2 separate regions of the Macaca mulatta genome follow, and region 1 is linked to region 2. A link is a contact called in public Hi-C data. All regions are on one chromosome and are shown on one strand. The core of a region is the stretch at or near the end of the contact, and the rest is flanking DNA. Distances in the headings are between cores, read along the strand shown.

The links. Hi-C and Micro-C count contacts between places; a contact is called where the count stands out from the background.
Region 1: a contact with region 2 is called in a Hi-C map of cortical neurons, with 4 times the contacts expected there. The contact joins the promoter of EXOC3 here to the promoter of PDCD6 in region 2. A contact is called at or near these places in 2 of 14 Hi-C or Micro-C datasets (cortical neurons and fetal cortex germinal zone).

Annotation. Positions count from the first base shown.
Region 1 is chr6:1,534,592-1,541,580 of T2T-MMU8v2.0, forward strand. EXOC3 (exocyst complex component 3) reads left to right here and starts at 5,350. Exons shown (of 13, transcript NM_001260656.1): 1 at 5,350-5,388. It overlaps AHRR (aryl-hydrocarbon receptor repressor), which reads left to right. Exons shown (of 11, transcript XM_078004538.1): 11 at 1-565. It also overlaps the pseudogene LOC144341360.
Region 2 is chr6:1,371,206-1,378,462 of T2T-MMU8v2.0, forward strand. It overlaps PDCD6 (programmed cell death 6), which reads left to right and starts at 3,180. Exons shown (of 6, transcript XM_078004543.1): 1 at 3,180-3,355; 2 at 4,287-4,348. The coding sequence starts at 3,255. LOC106998625 (ubiquitin domain-containing protein TINCR-like) reads left to right here and starts at 4,460. Exons shown (of 2, transcript XM_078004545.1): 1 at 4,460-4,675; 2 at 6,777-7,070. The coding sequence starts at 4,599. The coding sequence ends at 6,930.

The DNA of each region.
Region 1 (6,989 bases), core at 4,100-6,599, 170 kb after region 2:
CTGCGGCCCTGAGAGCCTGGGGTCAGCGAGGTGTCCAACATCCCTTCCCTGGTGGCAAGAAAAACTCCCCAAGTCAGCACTTTCGTTATTTCATAGCCACAACCCTCTTGGAAAACAGTGGGGAAGACGATGGAACATAGAAGGTGTGGACGTGTCACTTCTCTCTAAAATGTCATTGTTAGCACTAATTACAGGTTCATGTTTTTCTGTTTATGTAGCTTTTCCCTATATAGCTGAAAAAGTATTAAAGTCAAATATGAAGTGGGAATGGGATGGAAGGAAGATCAATACAACTTACATTTTTGCAGTTTCTACTGGAAGAAAAAAGTTTTCAATACCTAGACCAACTTGTTGAATTTTTAAAACCTATGCACTATAAATGCAACTCCCTACTGCTTTCTCAGTGCCTTTAGGAAGCTTTCAAATATTTTTTGTACTGTGGTTTGTATTAAATTTGCAATATTGATGTAAAGTACATGACATGCTAGTACATGTTTAGCAAAAATTGAAATATCTGTGAATGTCTGTGTGATTTTCCAAATGAAGGCACTTTATTTCCTTTAAAGAGTGTGCTGGTTAATCTGCATTCTAAGACAGCCTTTCACCACTAAATATAAGGCAGCAATAAAAATAAAACTCTAGAGCTGCAAGCCTCGTGAAGGAGGAGAAAATGCCTGCCATTTCCCTGCTCCTGCCCAGCAGCACTGCATCTAGAGAGGGTCTAGGCCCCCCTCCCATGTCACTGAGGGTCAGGGCCCCTCCCGGGTGCTCTCAGGATGCCCCAGACCTGACCCATTCTGTAAGAAGCCAGGAGGGTAGAGCTGAGAGCACTGTGGGTCCGGGGTCATGCAGGGTCCGCCCTGCCTGGCACAGGACCTGCATGACAAGCCCATGGGAAGGGGGAAGGGGGTCACCGGCCCAGGCAGATTGTGGCCAGATCCCCCAATGCCATAAAAAAAATGCTGGGGTCTAATTAAGCACAAATGGCAGTCCAAGGCCCAGGGAGCTGTGCTTTTGTTTCCTTTCAGGCAACTTTAGAGTCTGCGCAGCCCCTGCCAGACCTCTGTCACACCCTGCAGCCCGTCAGCAAACCCGTCCTGGTCACTGGTGTAAGACTCCCATGTCCTCCCCAGGGACCAGGCCAGCCCTCCCATCTGTGGCCCCACACCTTGCCCCACCCCGCCCCCCATACCCTCTGCTCTGTGGCCTCAGGCAGACGGAGTTCCTGCATTTTCACTCCTCACCCCCAGTCTGGCTTCTGCTGAGTACGCCTGTGTGGAGTTAGGACGCATACAATTCCTTTTTTTTTTTTTTTTGAGACGGAGTCTCGCTCTGTTGCCCAGGCTGGAGTGTGGTGCAATCTTGGCTCACTGCAGCCTCCACTTCTCAGGTTTAAGTGATTCTCCCACCTCAGCCTCCAGAGTAGCTGGGACTACAGGCATCCACCACCACGCCCAGCTAATTTTTGTATTTTTAGTAGAGAGTGGGTTTCACCATGTTGGCCAGGCTGGTCTAAAACTCCTGGCCTCACGTGATCAGCCTACCTCGGCCTCGCAAAGTGCTGGAATTACAGATGTGAGCCGCCATGCCTGGCTGGACGCACACAATTTCATCTCACTAGGCGCTGCCCAGCGTCCTCCAGAGGGCTGCACCCACTTGGCCTCCCTTCTACCAGCCACACCTCCTGGGCTCCTATCCTTCCCCCACACTGGGATCTGTATGGAAAGACTTTTTCAGTCTTGGGCTTCTGAAGGGATGAAACGGCAGCTGTTTTATGTACATTTTGTTGATTCATTCATTCAGCATTATTTTTTTAGTCCATGTTGAATATCAGGCCCTGGGCCAGTGCTGGGGATGCATTCAGGAGAAAACGATGCAGACATCAGTGCTGTCCCAGAGCTGACGTCTGCACTTGTGTGGTGTGCGGTGTGTACCCATGTGCAGGGGGAAGGGGGGCAGGTAGCTGAATGTGACCATGAGAACTCTGCGAGGCATGGAGAGGACTGGTGCTTTGCAGGTGCACAGAGCTGCGGTTAGGGGTGGCCAGGTCTTTGGGGCAGTTTTATGTGGGACGTATGGACAGCTGGAGCTGAACGGCGAGTGGAGGCGGCAGCATGGCCGCAGTGAGGTCCGAGTGACAACAAAGCAGGGCCTGGGTGGAGACGCCCTGGTCATGGCTCAGAGGCTTGAGCAGGGCCCCGTGAGCAGGGTGTGGGGACAAGGTCTCCCTGATGAAGGCCGAGGGAGGCAGCTTATTCTCTGGAGCCAATGGCTCTTGTCCTTTACCTGTTTCTTGTTGCACTTGTTTGCCCTTTTAGATTGATTTGCAAGAGTTGTTTTTATTCTGGATAGCAATCTTTTTGTCAGTTACAGATGTTGACAATGTTTTCCCTCAGTCTGTGGCTTGGCTTTTCACTTAAGGATTTAAAAAATACATCCCACAGGAGTTTAAAATTTTAGTATAGCAACTTTTCTATTTTGTTCTTTATGGAATATGCATTTTGCATCTTAGGAAAATAACTATCTTTGACAGTGGCTTTTGACCAAAAAGCCAGGTTGTCTGATATTCATATCACCACACCAGCTTCTCAGGCCTCGCTGACCCACGTGTGAAAAGCCCAGTTCTAATCGTTGTTTCTTGATGCTTTAGATGTTCTCCTATGAATGTTTCAGTTTCTAATCCACTTACTTGTGTTCTCATTACTGATACATTTGAACACAGGGTCCTCCTCATCTTCTTCCTATAGTCTCTGTGGTGTTGCCTGCATTTTCTCTCTTCCTGTTTCTCTTTCTGTAGTAGCTAACCTTAATGTGGGTATTTAACAAGGTCTAAGCAGGAGTTAAGCACGGTCTCTCTTCTCCCCAGCAGGGCCAGGACTGTGGGCGCTTCAGTGCCCCCCCCCCCATCGCCCCTCAAGCTTGCGCCTGTCAAGGCGGAGGATCTCTCTAGCAATGACCCTGGGTTGGCTTCTGCTGAGGGCTGAGTTTAGGAACAGTCTCCAGGCTGTTGTTGTTTTCCTAGTCCACCCTTTCACTGAGGATGCACCCCCTTGCATATCTGTGCTTCACACAGGAGTCTCTGTCCACCTCCTGCCTGCTGGGAGCCTTAGCTTCATCAGCTGTCCTGCTTCAATGTAAAACCCAACCCCTGGGCCGCAGGACTCGCACCCTACCCACCCAGCGGCCTGCTCTAGGATGGCAAGCATCTCTGCTTCTGACGTCCTCTCCCCTTTCCACATTTGTCCCTGGTCACGTCCTTGCCTGTTCGTGAATCCACTTGTGCAATCAACATGATGCTTGTACTCAGCAGTGCCCCTGGGTGTTGGCACAATGTGGTCTGCCGAAAACAGAAGTCAAGAAACATCTTTTTTTTTTTTTTTTTTTTTTTTTTTGAGAGTCTCCCTCTGTCGCCCAGGCTGGAGTGCAGTGGTGCCATCTCAGCTTACTGCAACCTCTGCCTCCCAGGTTCAAGCCATTCTCCTGCCTTGGCCTCCCAGGAAGCTGGGACTACAGGCATGCACTACCATGCCTGGCTAATTTCTGTGTTTTATTGGTAGAGATGGGATTTCTACCAAAAAGACCACGTTGTCTAGGCTGGACTCAAACCCCTGGGCTCAAGGGATCTGCCCTTCTCAGCCTCCCAAAGTGCTAGGATTACAGGTGGGAGCCACTGTGCCCAGCCAAGAAAGACTTTTTTTTTTTTTTTTTTTTTTTTTGAGATGGAGTATCACACTGTTGCCCAGGCTGGAGTGCAGTGGCACAATCTCGGCTCACTGCAAGCTCTGCCTCCCAGGTTCACGCCATTCTCCTTCCTCAGCCTCCTGAGTAGCTGGGACTATAGGAACCCACCACTATGCCCGGGTAGTTTTTTTCTTGTATTTCTGGTAGAGACGGGGTTTCACCATGTTAGCCAGGATGGTCTGGATCTCCTGACCTCGTGATCCGCCCGCCTCAGCCTCCCAAAGTGCTGGGATTACAGGCGTGAGCCACCGTGCCCCACCAAGAAAGACTTTTAATGTTAAGAAGTTACTAGACAGTCCATCCAAATTCACTACCAGACATTGAATAACAGTATGTCTTTAGTTCATAATACTCAATGTTACTATATTTTGAAGAGTCCTAAAAGCTTTGGTAATTTTGGCCATTTTTTTTCCTTCATTAGTTTCAAAATTAGTCATAATTTCTAACATAATTTTAACTTTTTTTAAAAAAATTTTTTCATTGCTCAACTTGTTGCTAGATTTTCAGAAATTACAAGGAAAAACGGAAATAACAGAGCCGGGGTGTTAGCATCAGCAGGGCACGGGGCAGGGCTCCTTGTGGGAGTGGCAGCGGGGGCTCCCACAGCTCCATCTCCATTCTGTGCGACCCCGCCCTATGCTGCTGCCACTTTCCTTGTCTCTGCTGGCTTCTCTGCCACCTTCCAGACCCTTCCTTTTGTGTGGCCGATTTTCGGGAGGGGCCAGGGGCACAACCTAGCAGCTGCAACCTATGAAGGACTTTCTTGTTAGTTGGTGCATCCTTTATCAAACAGACAAACCCCGAATGCTGGTGGTTTAGCACGTGCTTTTTCCTCCTGGTGAAGCCAAACGCTGGCCGTGGGCCTCTTTTCCAAGCAGCGACTCAGGACCGGCCCTCTGCAGCAGCGGCCCAGTGACACACATTCATTCTCCAAGACCCGCGCCGCTGGGCCTCTGAGGGGCCCCAGAAACATCCCGTGGCCACCCATCCCAGGGCACTGTTCCCACGTGGGTGCCGATGACTGTGCTCCTGCAGGGGCTGAGTTCGTGTTTGGGTCCAAGGGGTACCCAAAGCCGCTAGTCTGCTGGTGGCAGGCAGACAGACGCTTGATTCCCAACTTTCCCCGCTTTCGTTTCCTCGTTTACTGAATGCTCGGCGCCCACCTCAGTCCGCGGCAAAGGTGGGACGCCCCTGCCACACTGCAGTGCGGACGGCAAGGCCAACATAAAGACATGAGGCGTCAGCAGAGGACGGAGCCACAGCGGCTCTGTGGCTGTCTTCTCTCCGGAGGTCGGGAAGGGAACGGAGAGAAAACGCAGGCAGCCACGCTGGGCGGAGGCTTCCAAGACTGCGCCGGCCCTGGGGAAGGGCGCACGCGGGGGTCGCCGGAGGCAGCGAGAGGGCCTGAGTTGGGGGGGCTGGGACGGGCAAGGAGACCCCCACCCCGGCAGTTACCATGTCCTGCTGGGGAGCGGCCACGGGGCAGGTCTCCGAGCTGAAGTCGCTCGGCCAAGAGACGGGCACCCGCCCCGCCCGGAGGGCCGGACCCATGCTTCCGGCGCCGTTGCCGGAAGCGGAAGTACCCGTTCGCTGTCCACTTCCGGGACTCCGGAGGCGGTGGCTGAGGCTGCGGCGTAGGCTTAGAGGGTGAGTCGGCGGCAGGTCCGGACGGCCCGCGGGTCCCTGGGCGGTGGTCGCCGTGTTTCATCCTTGCTCTCCCTGTCTCTGGCTTCCGCGGGGGCGCGTAGGGGGAGGCCGGACCGGGACCTGGAGGGTAGGGAGGCCGTTCCGGGTCCCGTGGAGTATCCCGCTCGTGCGAGTGTCCTCGGCGCAGGTGTTCCCTCGGCGCAGGTGTCCTACCCGGCACATGTGTCCCCCCAGGCACAAGTGTCCTTCCTGGTGCAGGTTTCTCCTTGACGGTGTCTCCCCCGCACCAGGCGCAGGTGTCCTTCCTGGCGCAGGTGTCCCCCCTTCGGAGCAGGTGTCCCTCCTTGGGGCAGGTGTCCCTCCAGGCACAAGTGTCCTTCCTGGCGCAGGTGTCCTCCAAGGTGCAGGTGTCCCCTCAGGCACAGGTGTCCCCCCAGGCACAAGTATCCTTCCTGGTACAGGTGTCCCCTTGACGGTATCCGCCCCCCCAGGCGCAGTTGTCCTTCCTGGCGCAGGTGTCCCCTCTCGGACCAGGTGTCCCTCCTCGGAGCAGTGTCCCTCCGGGCACAAATGTCTTTCCTGGTGCAGGTGTCCTCCAAGGTGCACGTGTCCCTCCAGCGGAGGTGTCCCCTCCGTGAGGTGCCCCCCAGCACAGGTGTTCCCCTCGACGCAGGCATCCCCCCGGTGACGTGTCCCTCCCGGCGGAGGTGCCCGCCCGGCAGAGGTGTCTCCCTGGTGCAGGTGTCCCCCTGCCGCAGGTGTCCCCCTGGGTGCTGATGTTCCCCTCAGTAGGGTGTCCCCCCCGCTCGGTGGAGAGACTCACAGCAGAGCCAGCGCCAGGGAAAGGCAGTCAGAAAGACCCTGGTAGGGGTTGAACCTGGGTTTCTATTTGTGGCTTCTGAGTTCCTCTTTGGCTTCTTGACCCAAAATCTTTAGTCTTCAGGCTGGGATGAAAACCTCTGCGTTGTGTTTTTTAACTTAAGGTTTTCCCTTTTCCCACATTAGTAGCTTTGTTCTGACTCCAAGGTGAGCCTGCTTCTGCTTCCCAGCTCTTCACTCACATCGCCTTGGCTTCCACCCACAGCATGACAGACTTCACTCCAGCCTGGAGATGGGTCCAGTCACCTCACTGTGTGCACCAGCAGAGTGCTGGGTGTCCACTTCTTGGGTTGTTATCCAGCCCTATAATCAAAACCATGCAGACTTTAATGTCAATGGAAATGCTGATGATAATATCCAAACAAAATAAGAAAACAAAAGTGTGCACCTGCGAAGTCATAGAAGCAATGGAACGTTAGCTTTAAAAGAAACTCAAAGGGAAAAAACTGGAAGGAAACAAGCCCTGTTGGAGGGAGTTGCCCAAGTGTCAGGATTTAAGGGGAGTTGCCTGAGTGTTGGGATTTAAGGGGAGTTGCCTGAGTGTCGGGATTTAAGGGGAGTCGCCCTGAGTGTCGGGATTTAAGGGGAGTTGCCCGAGTGTCGGGATTTAAGGGGAGTTGCCCGAGTGTCGGGATTTAAGGGGAGTTGCCCTTGAGTATTGGGATTTAAGGGGAGTCGCCCTTGAGTGTCGGGATTTAAGGGGAGTCGCCCTTGAGTGTTGG
Region 2 (7,257 bases), core at 1,930-4,429:
CCGCCTCCCAGGTTCCCGCCATTCTCCTGCCTCGGCCTTCCGCCTAGCTGGGATTACAGGCACCCGCCACCACGCCCCGCTAATTGTTCGTAGTTTTAGTAGAGACGGGGTTTCACCGTGTTAGCCAGGATGGTCTCGATCTCCTGACCTTGTGATCTGCCTGCCTCGGCCTCCCAAAGTGCTGGGGTTACAGGCGTAAGCCACCGCGCAGGCCAGGGTGTTTTTTCTTTAAACCTTAAATTCATAGTAATTAACTTCCCTTTCAAGAGTCAGCCCTGCTGCTACTGAGATGAAAAAGCACAAAAGGATCTGGGCTTGAATCTCCTCTTACTGCATGCTTGGCTTTAGGCAAGTTACCTTCTCAGAACTATAATTTTCTCTTCAGTAAAATGTGGATGTGGTGCCTTGGCATGGTGAGGATTAAACAAAGTCACATATTTAAATGTTAGAGTGGATTCTAGCTGGTTGCATTCATTAAGTGTGTCCTCTCTTGAATGAAGGCATTTTCTGCCCCTAGAACTAAGGGAAAGCATCAGGGAACACTCCTGGGTGCCATGGGTGATGATGGCTGTGGTACTCCAGGTTGGAGACTCGGCCAACAGTCAGTACAGCCCAACTCACTGTTGGGATATGGAGGCTGAGGCCTGCTGCGGTCACTGAGATGCTCCCCACTTTTTAAAAATTGAAAATAGCCCAAGCTAGTCTTAAAGTTCTGGCCTCACACGATCCTCCCACCTAAGCCTCCCAAAGTGCTGGGATTATAGACGTGAGCCACTGCGTCCAGCGCTGAGCTGTTTCTTGCTGAGGTTTCCCTGTAAGAGGAACTTCCAGATTGGGTCACAAAATCATAGTTGTTAGTATTTTCAGAGTTCTGGAGAACAAAACAGGAGCCAGTGATGGGAAGGAGAATAAAGATGGACTTCAGAAACTACAGATCAAAGAACTGTGGAAGTTTCTAGAAAGGATTCTTCAACAAGTGATATGAATACTTTGTCAATGAAAAGACTGAAACTCTGTGAATACTTGCAGAGATTTATTCTGAGCCAAATAGAGTGGCCACGCCCATGACACAGCCCTCAGGAGGTGGTTGGGGTGCAACTTGGTTTTACGCATTTTAGAAGGTCATGAGACATCAATCAAATCTATTTAAGATATACCTTGGTTCAGCCCAGAAAGGCAGGACGACTTGAAGTAGGGGCTTCTGGGTTATAGGTAGATTTAAAAATGTTCTGATTGGCAATTAGTTGAGAGTTATTACCAACAGAAAGGAATGTCTGGGTTATAAGAGGTTGTGGAGACCAAAGTTTTATCAGCAGATGAAGCCTTGGGGTAGCAGGCGTCCCCTGAATTCCAAAAGGGGGGAGGGCATAGTCAGCCATGTCCCACCCCCGCTTCATGGTTTTCAGGTTAATTTGGAGTGCCCTGGCTCAGAGAAGGGGTCCATTCAGATGGGTGGGGCCTTAGAATTTTATGTTTGGTTTACAACTTTATGAAGAGAACACTAGAAACCACTTGAATTTACTACATCATGAAAAAAAAAATCCACATTGTAGAAGAGGTTTGTAGATTAACACATTAAGTGAATGCCAAAGCCACAAAATACCTAAATTTCTTTGAGGAATTTGAAAACTCTCAGGTATATGCCTTGTGGACAAGAGAGACAGAAAAATGGGACAGAGGATGAGATAGTTTGGAGAATGGATAGCTGATCAGATCTATAGCTGTGCCTAGAGTGCTGAATAATGGATTTGCGTCCACAGGGAAGAAAGTCTCAGGTGCCACTGATAAAAGACCACGTCGTTGGCTCTGGGTCCATTCAACATCTTGGCAGGCAAATTAGTGAAAATTCAGAGACAACACTTGGAGCTACAAGGATGAAAAGAGCATTAGTGGAATGAGGCACTGAAGAACCTGAAAAGCTGGAAAAACCCCACGAAATAATGAGAATAATTGTAGTATCCTGAACCAGGGCACAGGACATAGGACACAGGACACAGGACTGGGGTGGAAGGCGGCAAAGATCCAGGGATCATAGTGGCCCAAAGCTGGGCACTTCCCAATTCCGGGGATTGGTGCTACAGGCACTCCAGGCTCCACCGCAGAACCGTGTCCAGCACGGAGGCAGTGCTGTCTCGGGGGAGACAGGGCTGCACCACCACCAAGGGGCGGGAAGGGACCGGGCAGGGAGGCGCCCAGTGTTGCCAGCTGCACGGCGTCGGGGGCGGCGCTGAGGCAGAGCGCGGGGGCGCAGGTTAAACCTAAAGGAGTTTCGCTCTTGTTGCCCAGGCCTGGAGTGCAACGGCCTGATCTCCGCTCACTGCAACCTCCGCCTCCCGGCTTCAAGCAGTTCTCCTGCCTCAGCCTCCCGAATAGCTGGGAATAGGCGTGCGCCACCACCCCCGGCTAATTTTGTATATTTAGTAGATACGGGGTTTCTCCATATTGGTCAGGCTGGTCTCGAACTCCCGACTTCAGGTGATCCACCGGCCTCGACCTCCCAAAGTCCTGGGATTACAGGCGTCAGACACTGCGCACGGCCTGCTTTTTTTTTTTTTTTTTTTTTTTTTGGCAGAGTCTGGCTGTCCACCGGGCTGGAGTGCAGTGATCTCGGCTCCCTGCGGCCTCGACTTCCCGGGCTCAGGCGATCCTCCCGCCTCTGCCCATGGAGTAGATGGGACCACAGGGGCCCGCCACCACGCCCGACTATTTTCTGCAATTTTTGTAGGGATGGAGTCTGGCCACGCTGCCCAGGCTGGTCCGAACTGGTGGGCTCAGGAGCTCCGCCCGCCTCCGCCTCCCAAAGCGCAGGGATCACAGGCGTGAGCTACCGCGCCCCGCCCAGAGTTTCCGACTGTTAGCCTGAATCACATTCACGTCAAAACTTCTTTTTATACATGAACTGAAAGGCTAACTAACTCCCTACTCCATCACTTCCCGTCCCGGGTCGCAGAGCCGGACATTTTCTCCAAGCGCCTTCCCAGCACCGGTAGCCGGCTGCCTGCTCCAGAGCTCTGGCTTTCTCCAGACGCCCCGGACCGCACAGGCCCCGCAGGCGCCAGGGCGTTGCTTGGTAACTGAGCTGCGAGGGGATTGGCCGCGCGGGACCCCGTGACCATCCCGGAGACTACGCATTTCCTGCGCCCCCGGAAGTGGAGGTAACGCCAGGCCCTGCCCCCGGCAGAGCCGGAAGCGGAGTCGCCCTGAGAGGTCTCACGTCTCAGTAGACGCCTCAGCCCAGCCGCGCGCCTTGGCCCATGGCCGCCTACTCCTACCGCCCCGGCCCCGGGGCCGGCCCAGGGCCTGCTGCGGGCGCGGCGCTGCCGGACCAGAGCTTTCTGTGGAACGTCTTCCAGAGGTGCGGCCTGGCACCGTCCCAGCACCTCCCGCCTCCGCTGCGGCCGCCCCCGACTCCTGCCCCCACCGCCGCGGACCCGGTTCACTGCCGGTTCCCCCGCGGCCTCCTCTGTCCCCTGTCGGGTCCTCCGCGGCCTCCCCGGTCCCCTGCCCCGACCGCCGCGGCCTCCCCCGTCCCCTGCCCCGACCCCTGCGGCCGCACCCGTCCCCTGCCGGGTCCCCTGCGGTCTCCCCGGTCCCCTGTGGGTCCCCTGCGGCCGTCCCCGTCCCCTGTGGGTCTCCCGCGGCCGCCCCCGCCTCCTGCCCGGTCCCTGCCCTGTGCGTTGGGCCCTTCCAGAGGTGCAGAGTAGCCGCTGCAGACCCGAGGTCGCGGCCACCGGCTCCCGGGCTAGGCCCTTTTTCTCGCCTCAGGAGCCGCCGGGCGGAGGGTCTCCAGGGGTGCTTGTTCGGGGAAAGCAGAGACAGAATGTCTGGGCGCTGTTAAGTGTCAGCAGCCGAGGAAGCAGCAGCGACCTGGCGTCTGCTCGGGGCAGGTGACCTTTCCGGCGTCGCCTTCTGTCCCGGTCGCTTTTCCACGGAATGAATGACCGAAACTGCAGTGACTCATGGCCAGGGAATGCCTTAGTTATCTGAGGGAATCTTGTTTGTGAAAAAGGGAAACTGGTGCAAATGTGAATTCAGACAGGCCAGGAGAGGAAGGAAGGGAAAGATTGAGAGAGAAAGATGATTGGCCTCTTAGGGGAAGACCCCGCTTGGACGTGGGCTCCTGCGGCACTTCCTTGATTCCCGTGTCCTCCTCAGCGGGATGGGGGAGGCGGAGGTTCCAGGAGGCTCCGAGCCTTCCAGAGTCAGTGCAGGGTTGACAGGAGACGTTTGTTTTGCTTTTCCTGAACTTTGGATCGCCAGCTTACTTGGTCTTCTTGATGTTGTAGGGTTGATAAAGACAGGAGTGGAGTGATATCGGACACCGAGCTTCAGCAAGCTCTCTCCAACGGTGAGTGGGCCCGTGGGACCTGGGTCGGGACCCAGAAGCCGCTGAGTGGGCCCGTGGGACCTGGGTCCGGACCCAGAAGCCGCTGAGTGGGCCCGTGGGACCTGGGTCCGGACCCAGAAGCCGCTGAGTGGGCCCGTGGGACCTGGGTCCGGACCCAGAAGCCTGCTCTGCTCGCAGTGGATAACTTTCTTTCTGAAGTTCATTTTCCAAGGACAAAGGGATCATTAGGACAAACTATTATTACTGCTTCATGGTGGAGATGCTTCTGGTTTCTGTTGTGGCTGCCGCTGTTATTTGGAGTGCCTCACCAAGCCGGCTGACAACTGCGTGCATGAGCACAGGGAAAGGCTTCTTGTGAAATGAAAACTAGGTTGTAGGTTTAGGAGGGGAATAGGAAGCTTAGCTCTGTACAGCCGGAAGCCTTTTGGTAAGTTGGAGGTCCTTGAATTTCCTCGGTGACTGCATCTTGGTGACTTCTCTGAATAGACCTTCGAGGGCCTTGGGGGGTGGTGGTTGGAGGGCTTGGGGAGCTCAGGCAGCACTTGTGTGGGGAAGTGGCTGTTACAGGAGCCGCAAACACGGGGACTGCATTCCTGGGGAAAGGATTGGGGGTGTTGGAGGCGCTGGCAGGGGAATTATGGGGAGGTGTTCTTATCAGTGTGCGAATACTGGACGTTCAGGCGGCGGGAAATCCGGGTCCTTGGGTGTTGTGAGCTCCCTGCAGTTAGTTCTTGCCAGTTTCAGCTCAATTGATCCCCGTCCCCTGCGGTATCATTGGACACATTTTACTTCATTGAACACCTGACTGCAGCTTTTTCTGTAATCCCTCAGGGGCAGTCATCTTTTCCGATTCTGTGTATAGTTTCCCTTTCCAGATCCGTGCCATTTAAGCTAGAAAAGGGGTCGGTTTTGAGATGTTGTGAAAATGTTAAAAGGCTCCTCGTTATTAGTGGGAAGTACCTGATGTTGCCAGAGACTGGACTGGGGCGCGGGGAGCACTACGGCTGCTGGACACTGCCTCACTGCGCTGTGCCTGGGGGGATGCTTCATTCAGCCTTACTGCCTAATGATTTGTGAGGATTTGTGTTTTCACAGTAACATGTTTACCTTATATTCTGACATCAGTTCCTGATACGTGACGTGTGGGCCACAGATGCTGGTGTATTATTTCACATGCATTTATATAGATTGTTTTCAGGGAATTCAGAAATTCTATTATCGGCACTAGTGATTGTGCTTTCTTGATTTTTCTCTTTTCATTATTCTTAAATCCTCCTTTTTTAAATTTGCATCTCGGTTCCTTTATACTTGGGAAGTGCAAGACATGGCTACTGGAAAAAGATGTCAAGAGAACCTGGAATCCAGTAGGCTACAATTTGGCAAATCTTAGCTTAAAACGTCCTCAATGTTGACCACAGTGGGTGCAGATGGCTCTGTGCATCATCTGTGAAATGTCATCAGATGACCACCCAGGTTCAAGTGGTTTGTCACCAGGGTGGTACGAGCCACACAGAGTGCCCTCCCCAGAGGCCATGTCGCGGAGACATTTATTTTGAGTGGTTTTCCAGTGAGTGATGCAAGATTTATGATCCATTTTAACAGCCTGCTTTTTATGCGTTTGCTCAGGTTTTTAGATTTTAGGTTTCGTTTTAGGTTTTCTGTTAAACTTGCTCACCTAGGAGTGGTGGTCAAATACTGGACCTCATTAGCGTGAAAGCCTGCCCACCTTGGCAGGCTCCACTGGAGTGCTTTGGGGCCTGCCTGGATTCCAGTCCTGGCTCTACCAGTTTTGTGTCCTCGCCGTTACTGGGAGGGAATATTGAGGAAATGCATGCGAGGTGCTTCCCGTGATCCTGGCACGGAGCAAGTGCTCAGTGACTGTCAGCTGCGATTATTAGTAGTGGCTAATACACGACCACTGTTCTTGGCCAACAAGCCCGCTCAGAGCTTTAATGGTTTTCCGTCACCTAATGATGGTGATGATGATTTCCACTTACTGAACACTCACACGTTGGGCTAGGCACTTAAATCCAGGGTCAGCATTATTGTTTGGGGGTTGGGGGCAGACACCTCCTGCTCTGACTTGTGTGTTTGGGTTCCCGTATTTTCACCAGAGGGTGTTAGTCCTGCCCCACTTCAGCTGGTCCTCAAAGCATCTATAGCTCTTTAATCATCAGCAAGTATCTGTCAGAACATAATGTTGGTTTCAGCTGCTACTAAATATCTACCAGGAGCCTGCTTGAGAGAGAGAATTGCCTGACAGTTGCTGAGTCCCCCATTCCTGAGATACTTTGAAATCAGTGTCTGGCTTAACCCAAGCTGTGCATCGGGACCTCTCACTGTGTTCCCAATGGAGTCACTTTTCTTAGGCACCCCCCTTTACCTTGGGTTCTGAGCTTCCTCTGCCTTTCATCTCTGTAGGATGAAGCCCACTTGCCCTTCAGGATGCAAAGCCCTCTTCTCTAAAGTGCCTGCCGGGCCAGGTGCAGTGGCTCACGCCTGACCTCCCAACACTTTGGGAGGCCGAGGCAGGGGGATCGCTTGAGCACAGGAGTTTGAGACCAGCCTGGGCAACATTGTGAGGCCCTGTTCCTTGAATTGCCCTGGGAGATTTCCTCAGCTTGTGCTGGGGGCATGTGGCCCCATGAAGCCCGTAGTCACTGTCCACCCCGAGGGACGCTGGCTTTGGGGCTCACACGCCTGCTGCGGGGCAGCCCCAGGAGATGGCCACCCTGTTCCTCCCTGGAGCTGGAGGTGCAATGTGTGCTCAGCAGCTGTGGTGGCTGTTCTGTTCTGTTTGCGTCTTATAAACCATTTACCTGATTACATTTTCCTCTTCAATTTAGCTGCTAGAAAATTTAAAGTCCGGTTGGTGGCTCGCCAGTAATGAGAGTTTACAGTAGAGGTAA